Regions from separate parts of the Mus musculus genome. Here region 2 is linked to region 1. Evidence: chromatin contacts called from public HiChIP or PLAC-seq data. All regions are on one chromosome and are shown on one strand. The core of a region is the stretch at or near the end of the contact, and the rest is flanking DNA. Distances in the headings are between cores, read along the strand shown.

What was found. HiChIP or PLAC-seq counts read pairs in DNA pulled down with a chosen protein or histone mark.
Region 2: a contact with region 1 is called in an H3K4me3 HiChIP or PLAC-seq map of embryonic limb bud, with 5 times the contacts expected there. The contact joins the promoter of Snai2 here to the promoter of Efcab1 in region 1. A contact is called at or near these places in 17 of 39 promoter capture datasets (the 3T3-L1 cell line, 3T3-L1-derived adipocytes, cranial neural crest and 9 more), 1 of 15 datasets of contacts at CTCF or cohesin (the NIH/3T3 cell line), 12 of 484 Hi-C or Micro-C datasets (the 3T3-L1 cell line, 3T3-L1-derived adipocytes, embryonic stem cells and 3 more), 8 of 115 datasets of contacts at active chromatin or transcription factors (craniofacial prominence, embryonic limb bud, embryonic stem cells and 4 more) and 4 of 9 other capture datasets (adipose tissue, embryonic stem cells, liver and 1 more).

The regions. Positions count from the first base shown.
Region 1 is chr16:14,905,014-14,908,470 of GRCm38.p6, reverse strand. Efcab1 (EF-hand calcium binding domain 1) reads right to left here and starts at 1,825. Exons shown (of 6, transcript NM_025769.3): 1 at 1,659-1,825. The coding sequence starts at 1,716. The region is part of intron 2 of Gm33696 (a long non-coding RNA gene); the gene reads left to right.
Region 2 is chr16:14,703,947-14,707,403 of GRCm38.p6, reverse strand. It overlaps Snai2 (snail family zinc finger 2), which reads right to left and starts at 1,552. Exons shown (of 3, transcript NM_011415.3): 1 at 1,352-1,552; 2 at 145-693. The coding sequence starts at 1,430.

The sequences.
Region 1 (3,457 bases), core at 576-3,075:
GCTGGTGGTTACTTGAAAGATAAAAGTGCCACCACTGTGGATCGTGTGCCTGTCCAGTCATTTTCCTGGCTCATGGGCCTTTCTCTGGCTAGGTCCACTGATTGGTTGCTCCTCTCCCTTGGCCGCTTGCACAACACTTTAAGATATAAGAGCTAGGCCTCAGGGAGGTTTCCAGGCCAGCTCCAGCTCAATTTCTAGGAATTCTGTCTCTTGAGTGTATGACATCTTCAGCAATAGGATCTCACTTTCAAGCTCTGGAAGACAAAGGGAACAGCTGAGGCCCATATTGTCTTGGGAATCTCTTGTATTCCCCTAGTCAATAACTCAACTGGAGGTTTCTCAAGCCTGGCATTGAATTTTGTATTAGACGGTGTATGGCTCTTGGAAATAGGGAAAACACCCTTACTTCATTATTTTTGAGTTGTTGTCACTGTTAGTGAAGAATTGTGTACTTATGAAGCAGACTTAATCAAATAAACATTGTGTGTGCCAGTTATTAATGTTGTGAGTATTCATTGGAAATGTTTTTACTCATTTTCAAAATAGCATATATTCTCCCAGAAATGGAAGCATTTCAGGAAAACCACAAAAGAACACAATTTCTTATCAAATTTATAAACACCTTAAATGACTGCCATTTTCTGAGAATTTTAAGATGCTCACAGTATAATAGTATATCATAGTTTTCAGTTGGGGCACTACCCCCGTGACATCAATTCTCACACATTGTATCAGATACAAATGATATAAAGGTGCTAGGCCAGAAACCTCCAGAGCTACATTAGAAGTTCACATCCACACCTTCACACAATGGAGCTGGTTTGAAGATGTGACCTCTCCATTTTCATTGTGACCAGTATCTCTTCGACCATCACATAGCTTCTAAATTCACACATCAAACAATACTGCCCTCATCTCAATGATCCACACACTGCTTCTCAGCTCAAGAACAGCTGTTTTTCTGTCTGAGTACAATGCTCTCATGTGTGGTCACCTGCAAGATCTCCTTTACCTATGGACCTGATTGGGAATTGGAAATTGAGCATCTAAAACTGGGAACAGATTCTTTACCGTCTTAGATTTGCTGAGCAATATACTTTTCAATGAAATGCCTCTACGGAAGACAGTGTCTGTACCACCGCAAGTCTCTTTCTTAAAAGTGTTCAGGATGCATGCACGACTGTTTTCTTTATGGATCTCTTATCACACTTCCAGAGCTTAGACCTCAGAGCGTTTTGTTTTCTTTTGTTGTTTTTGTTTTTTCCTCTCTAGAAAGAGCCAGAAAGTAAGTAAAGGCTCTGCTGCTTTCTTGATTCTGGTGTTTTTCTGGGGCATCCTTTTCAACCTGTCTAAAGCTGAAGCCACATGCCTCCCAGATACACACCATATTGCTTCTCTAACTTAAAAGCAAATAAAGAGATCTTTGAATTTAGTGAATGTCTATGAGGGAGCTCGGGCAGCTTGGAACTTGTCCCAGTTATAAAAGGGTAGGATGGATGCCTCCCAAGGAGTTGGAACTCCACAAAGGGATTCTCTTTCCGATCCTCTTGAGGAGGAGCGTGGAGGGGCCATTACTGGTGGAAGCAGGAAGTAGAGACTGGGTAGAAAGAGATCTGGCCCAGAAGTCATAGGAACTCTTGCATTCAGTTCTTACTTACAGTGCTTGCAATTTTTAGTTAAGGTGTCCGTCAACTTCTGCAGCTTCTTTCTGTTCATGATGGGTGTTAATAATATTAGATCTTAGAGTGTCATCTGGAGCAGAGTGCCAGGACGCTCCGGCTCCGGAGCCCCAGGCTGAGGGAGCTTGGTGCAGCCAGCTTGGCTCTGCGCATTTGCGCATTTGCGCATTTGCGGCCCTAACAGACAGTGTGGCCATGGCAACGCCTCAGGTGAAAGCGGCCTCTGTACATAGAGCAGCCATGGCAACGGCTGGGTGGGACACTGATTGGCTCCTGTCAGGGGGCCTCTTGGTCAGCTCAGTAAAGCCTGCCAGTCCTGACTGCCCAGCACAGACACTGTGCCTGCATTTAGTCCCAGTTGCAGCGTTTCAGCCTGACACTTTGCAGACTGTATTGTTTGCCATGTTGGAAATTTCTATTTTCACTTGTCACACCATCATTTCTGTTCACAGCCCCTCAAGACTACATCATAATCAGAAGAGTAAGGTGTGCAAGCTGGATAGATGTTTTGTATGATGAGCACAAGAGCGATTCAGGTTTTCAAGATCTGTGGGGATGCTGGAGGGAAATAGGTGTGTAATTAAAGCAATTATCAGAAGGGAATCTGAACAATTACGGTTTGAACTGTGTTACTCAGAAAGTAGATCTCTCTGTGTCTCTGTCTCTCTCTGTCTCTCTCTCTGTCTCTCCCCCCTCCTTCTTTGGAGTGGGAGTTTTCAGTCAAATTTGCAAAAGGCCAATGTCATATTTTAAGTTCGTTAATTAAAGATACATACTCTTTTTGTTGTTTTGTATAAAATAGAGTTTATTTAGGGCATAAGGAGGGGAGTTGCGAGGGTTGTAGAGGCAGAGAAAGGCAGAGAGAGAGAGAGAGAGAGAGAGAGAGAGAGAGAGAGAGAGAGAGAAGAGAGGAAGGAGGAGGAGAAGGAAGAGGAGGAGGGGAGGAGGAGGAGGAGGAAGAGGAGAAAGAGAGGAGTAGAGATTGGCCATGAGCACATGGAGAGAGAGGGGGAAGGGAATGGGGAGAAAGAGGGTAAGGGACAAGAGGACAGAGCAGAAGCAAGAAGGCAAGAGAGAGAAAGGAGGGGGCAAGCAGCCCCTTTTATAGTGAGTCAGGCACACCTGGCTGTTGCCAGGTAACTATGGGGCGGAGCCTAGATAAAATGCTAACAGTAACAACTTTCCAAACTACATAGACTGACATAACAGCCCAGAAGTTGCCATGGAGACAAATTGGAGAATTTTTCCATGATGCGGAATCCTTCAAGTGGTCAGTTTGCAGCCACACCTAGTTCTTCTATTGAAAACCCTTCCCTAGTCTCTTGAAATCACTCAAATTTATAATTGTCTAATTTTATAATTTTGAAATGGTAATAAGACATCAGCCACACAGAATATAACCTACTGAGAGTCCTTTCCATCAGTATAATTTTCTGCAAATCCATCCAGGAAATTTTGCCTTTTTATTGCTGAATAGTATTCCATGATTTATATGTGCCATATTCTGTTTATACACCCATGCACTGAAGACCTTCAGCCTTCAGTTTTAAGCTCTTAACAGGGAAGATACTATAGACCATTTCTCATATGAATGAGAGTTAAGTTCTCTGGAATGAGCACCTAGGATTGCTAGTACATATGGCAGCTGTATGATTGCAATTTAGAAATTGTGAGATTGCTTTCCAGAGAGTCTGAACATTGTGAGGCCACAGCCTAGTGTCTCCTCATCGCTGTCTGTACTTGGTGCCCTCACTGTTTTTGTTTGTTCAGCTTTTAAA
Region 2 (3,457 bases), core at 303-2,802, 200 kb after region 1:
TCTAACAAGCTTTAGAGCAGAAAGCAGCTATCAGTGGTTCACCTTATGAAAAACACCCCCTGTCAGTCCCTTAAGACACCCCGCAGACAGCTCTGTCACACCACTGTTTGAGCTGAGAGGCATGGTTTTCTACATTTCTCTTACCAGTGTGAGTTCTAATGTGTCCTTGAAGCAGCCAGGGTCTGGAGAAAGCCTTGCCACAGATCTTGCAGACACAAGGCAATGTGTGGGTTCGAATGTGCATCTTCAGGGCACCCAGGCTCACATATTCCTTGTCACAGTACTTGCAGCTGAACGATTTCCTAGACTGGGCATCACAGTGCAGCTGCTTGTGTTTGGCCAGCCCAGAGAACGTAGAATAGGTCTTATTGCATAAATTGCACTGAAACTTCTCAGCTTCGATGGCATGGGGGTCTGAAAGCTTGGGCTGCAGTCTCTCCTCTTCGTCACTAATGGGACTTTCTGAACCACTGTGATCCTTGGATGAAGTGTCAGAGGAAGGCGGGGGACTTACACGCCCCAAGGATGAGGAGTATCCAGTAAGAGGAGAAAGGCCACTGGGTAAAGGAGAGTGGAGTGGAGCTGCCGACGATGTCCATACAGTAATAGGGCTGTATGCTCCCGAGGTGAGGATCTCTGGTTTTGGTATGACAGGTATAGGGTAACTTTCATAGAGATATGGGGAAATAATAACTGGAAGAAAGAAAAGGAAGGAAAGAAAAAATTAAGGCAAAATATTTTTAAAATATATGTACACAGTCTGAGAGAGACCATAACAACATGCAGGAGACTCCATAGGAGACTCTCTAGTGAAGACAGCCTTACTCACAGGACACACATAAAGTCTTCCCTTCACCTGGGCTTACTGTCCTCGTGCAGGCTGACAGTTGCCCTGACTAACCTTCATTCTGGACTAGCCTTGCTGTCCCAATTTAGAACGAAGAACTAGACACTATATTAAAACTTTTTATAAAGTTGCTTTTCATTTTATGCGTGGGCTGTTCTAGCTGTACCGTGCCTGTGGCGGGTAATGGCATGCACGAATCCAGCTGCTTTCCCAAGTGCTTGGCTTCAGGAGATTGCTGCTCAGGCGAGGGGAAGGGTGCGATCACGTCCGTGCACTCCTTTTGCGTACACACAGGCTCAGAGAACTATACTGCCCGACCGGAAGGAAGCTTTCCTTGTCAGCAAAGATCTCAAAGGTTTTGAATTAAAACTTAACCTAAGTAATCAAGAGACTGCAAGGACAGTTTTGGCACAGCATTAAAAGGAAAGCGGCCCGGTGTGTTCTCTGAGTCAAGCAATAGAACCGCGGTTTACTCGCGCACAGATTTACAGAGGCGATTTTTACCTGTGTGTGTGTCCAGTTCGCTGTAGTTGGGCTTCTTGGAGGCGTTGAAATGTTTCTTGACCAGGAAGGAGCGCGGCATGGTGGCTGCGGGCGGGCGCGGGCGGATAACGGTCCAGGCGGCGGTCCTATAGCATCGCGGTGGCTCAGGTGCGGCGGGGGACAGGCAGGCGCCTCTGAAGTCACCCGGCTCCCTGCCCGACTGAGCTCCTCTGGGCGGGGAGGCGCCTTCTCCGTTGCTTTTTCTAGAAGTAACCAATCACAGCCAAGAGGTTCAGATTTCAGCTCCTCCTTCTGGAACAGCTGTGAATAGAGGAAGACTCTGTTGTCAGACTAAATTTTTCTGGTTCAAAATGGGCTGCTCATGGCATTTCAGTGGAGGCTCAAAATACATTAAATGTTTTCAAGAAAGGAAATCTCGGTTCTTGAGCACTGGGGAAACGTGTTTCCGCTAGGTGACCTACGGCGACTTGGCTTCCAGATGTGGGCAGTGCCTGGCAAGGCGAGGGCGGGAAGGAAGGGCGGCCCTCCGGACTGGGACCGCGCAGCCCCTAGTGGCCAGAGAGTCTATATTTGGAAGTTGCGTCTGGAGGGGGGTTATTGCACACAAGCAGCTGTAGGCTCTGGCTTTTGGGAAAGGAAGGTAAAGGCTCCCCGCAGCTGCCACAGCAGGTCTAGGGCGGCGTGCCAGAAAGTTAACTTGCTGATCGCTGCGTTAGACACTTGAAAGTAAAGCCTTACAGCCTACCCCAGGAACTGGAAGAGTGTAAAGATAAAAGGGAAGGCTGGTGCAGACTCCGACAATAGGCAAACTCTGGAAGAAGTATGGAAAGTTCTGATGAAGACATGTGACAAGACTTCCTCCCTTTGTAGCGCATGGTATTTTAGAGAAAGAAAAAAAAATATGAATCTCTACTGACAATTCTTAGTGTCTGCCGTTACTTAGTGGTGTTTTCTTTAGTCTTCAAAAGCCTCCCCCTTCCTCACGCCACATCCCTGGTTTGCATTAAAAGATGGGGTAAAGGATTCTTTTGCCAAGTTCTTTGACTGGCAGTTTAGGTAGTCCAGTAGCCAGCCGGTCACTTCACTTGCATTTGCACATAGGGGTAGGTGTAAAAATACTCCGAAGTGATTCATTTTAAAAGTGCAGTTTTCACTGTGCCCACAGGCAACTCTGTTTATTTCAATGTTACCCTGACTCTTCCCAACAAAATTGCAGAATCCAATTCCCCCACCTCCCCACCCCAAGACAACTAACTTTTTTTTCGTAACAGGTGCTGGAAGAAAACAGCGGAAACAGAATACCACCAGCGATGTTGAGACTTGCAAGAGAAAAGTGCATTGTCAAGCAGCATAACTTCTTAATCTGGGGATGAGAAAACGGGCGTGTGAGCGGGGGAGGGGGAAACCCGCAGACTTCCTGGGTTAATTTCAATGATTCCTCTTTCTCTTTACAATAGTCACTGATTTCAATGTCAAATACAGAAAGATATTTATATGAATCCTTAAACTAAGGGAACTGAATCTGCAGGTGACAAGAAAACAAGAAAATGTATTAGATTTCTTTCTAAGCTACCATGAGTATGGATCAGAGCTGGAGTCTGAGTTGACCTATTTCTAGTGGGTTTGCTCAGATTTAGACACCTGCTCTATAGGGCAAGAAATCTTGCCCCTTCCACCTAATTTCCAGTAAAACACACCGTTTGTTTTTTATCTAGTATTGAAAGAGGGCACAAAGCCACACATGACAACAGGGAACGCCAGAAGATAACCTGCTAAAGTGAGTTGTTGCAATTTAAAAAATCATTAACGATTCATTGTGCTTTTAAAGAACCAGTGAATTTGAAACAGGGAAACCAGCCCCTTTGTGTCCAAGGACCCAGGGGTTGTGTTAAATTACAGACTGCAGTCAAGTAACCTGTGTGTTCCAGATTGTGCTAGCCAGTATTGAGCTCAACTGATCTGATTCATGCCTTATCTATGTGAGATGTGTCCCACTGGCCGCAGGAGGAAGTCCACCGGCTGATGACATAAATCATGTTAAACAGAAGCTCTGCTTGGGCACAGCAGAGGAAAATTGATATTAAACTGATGTAATGAAAATGCAAG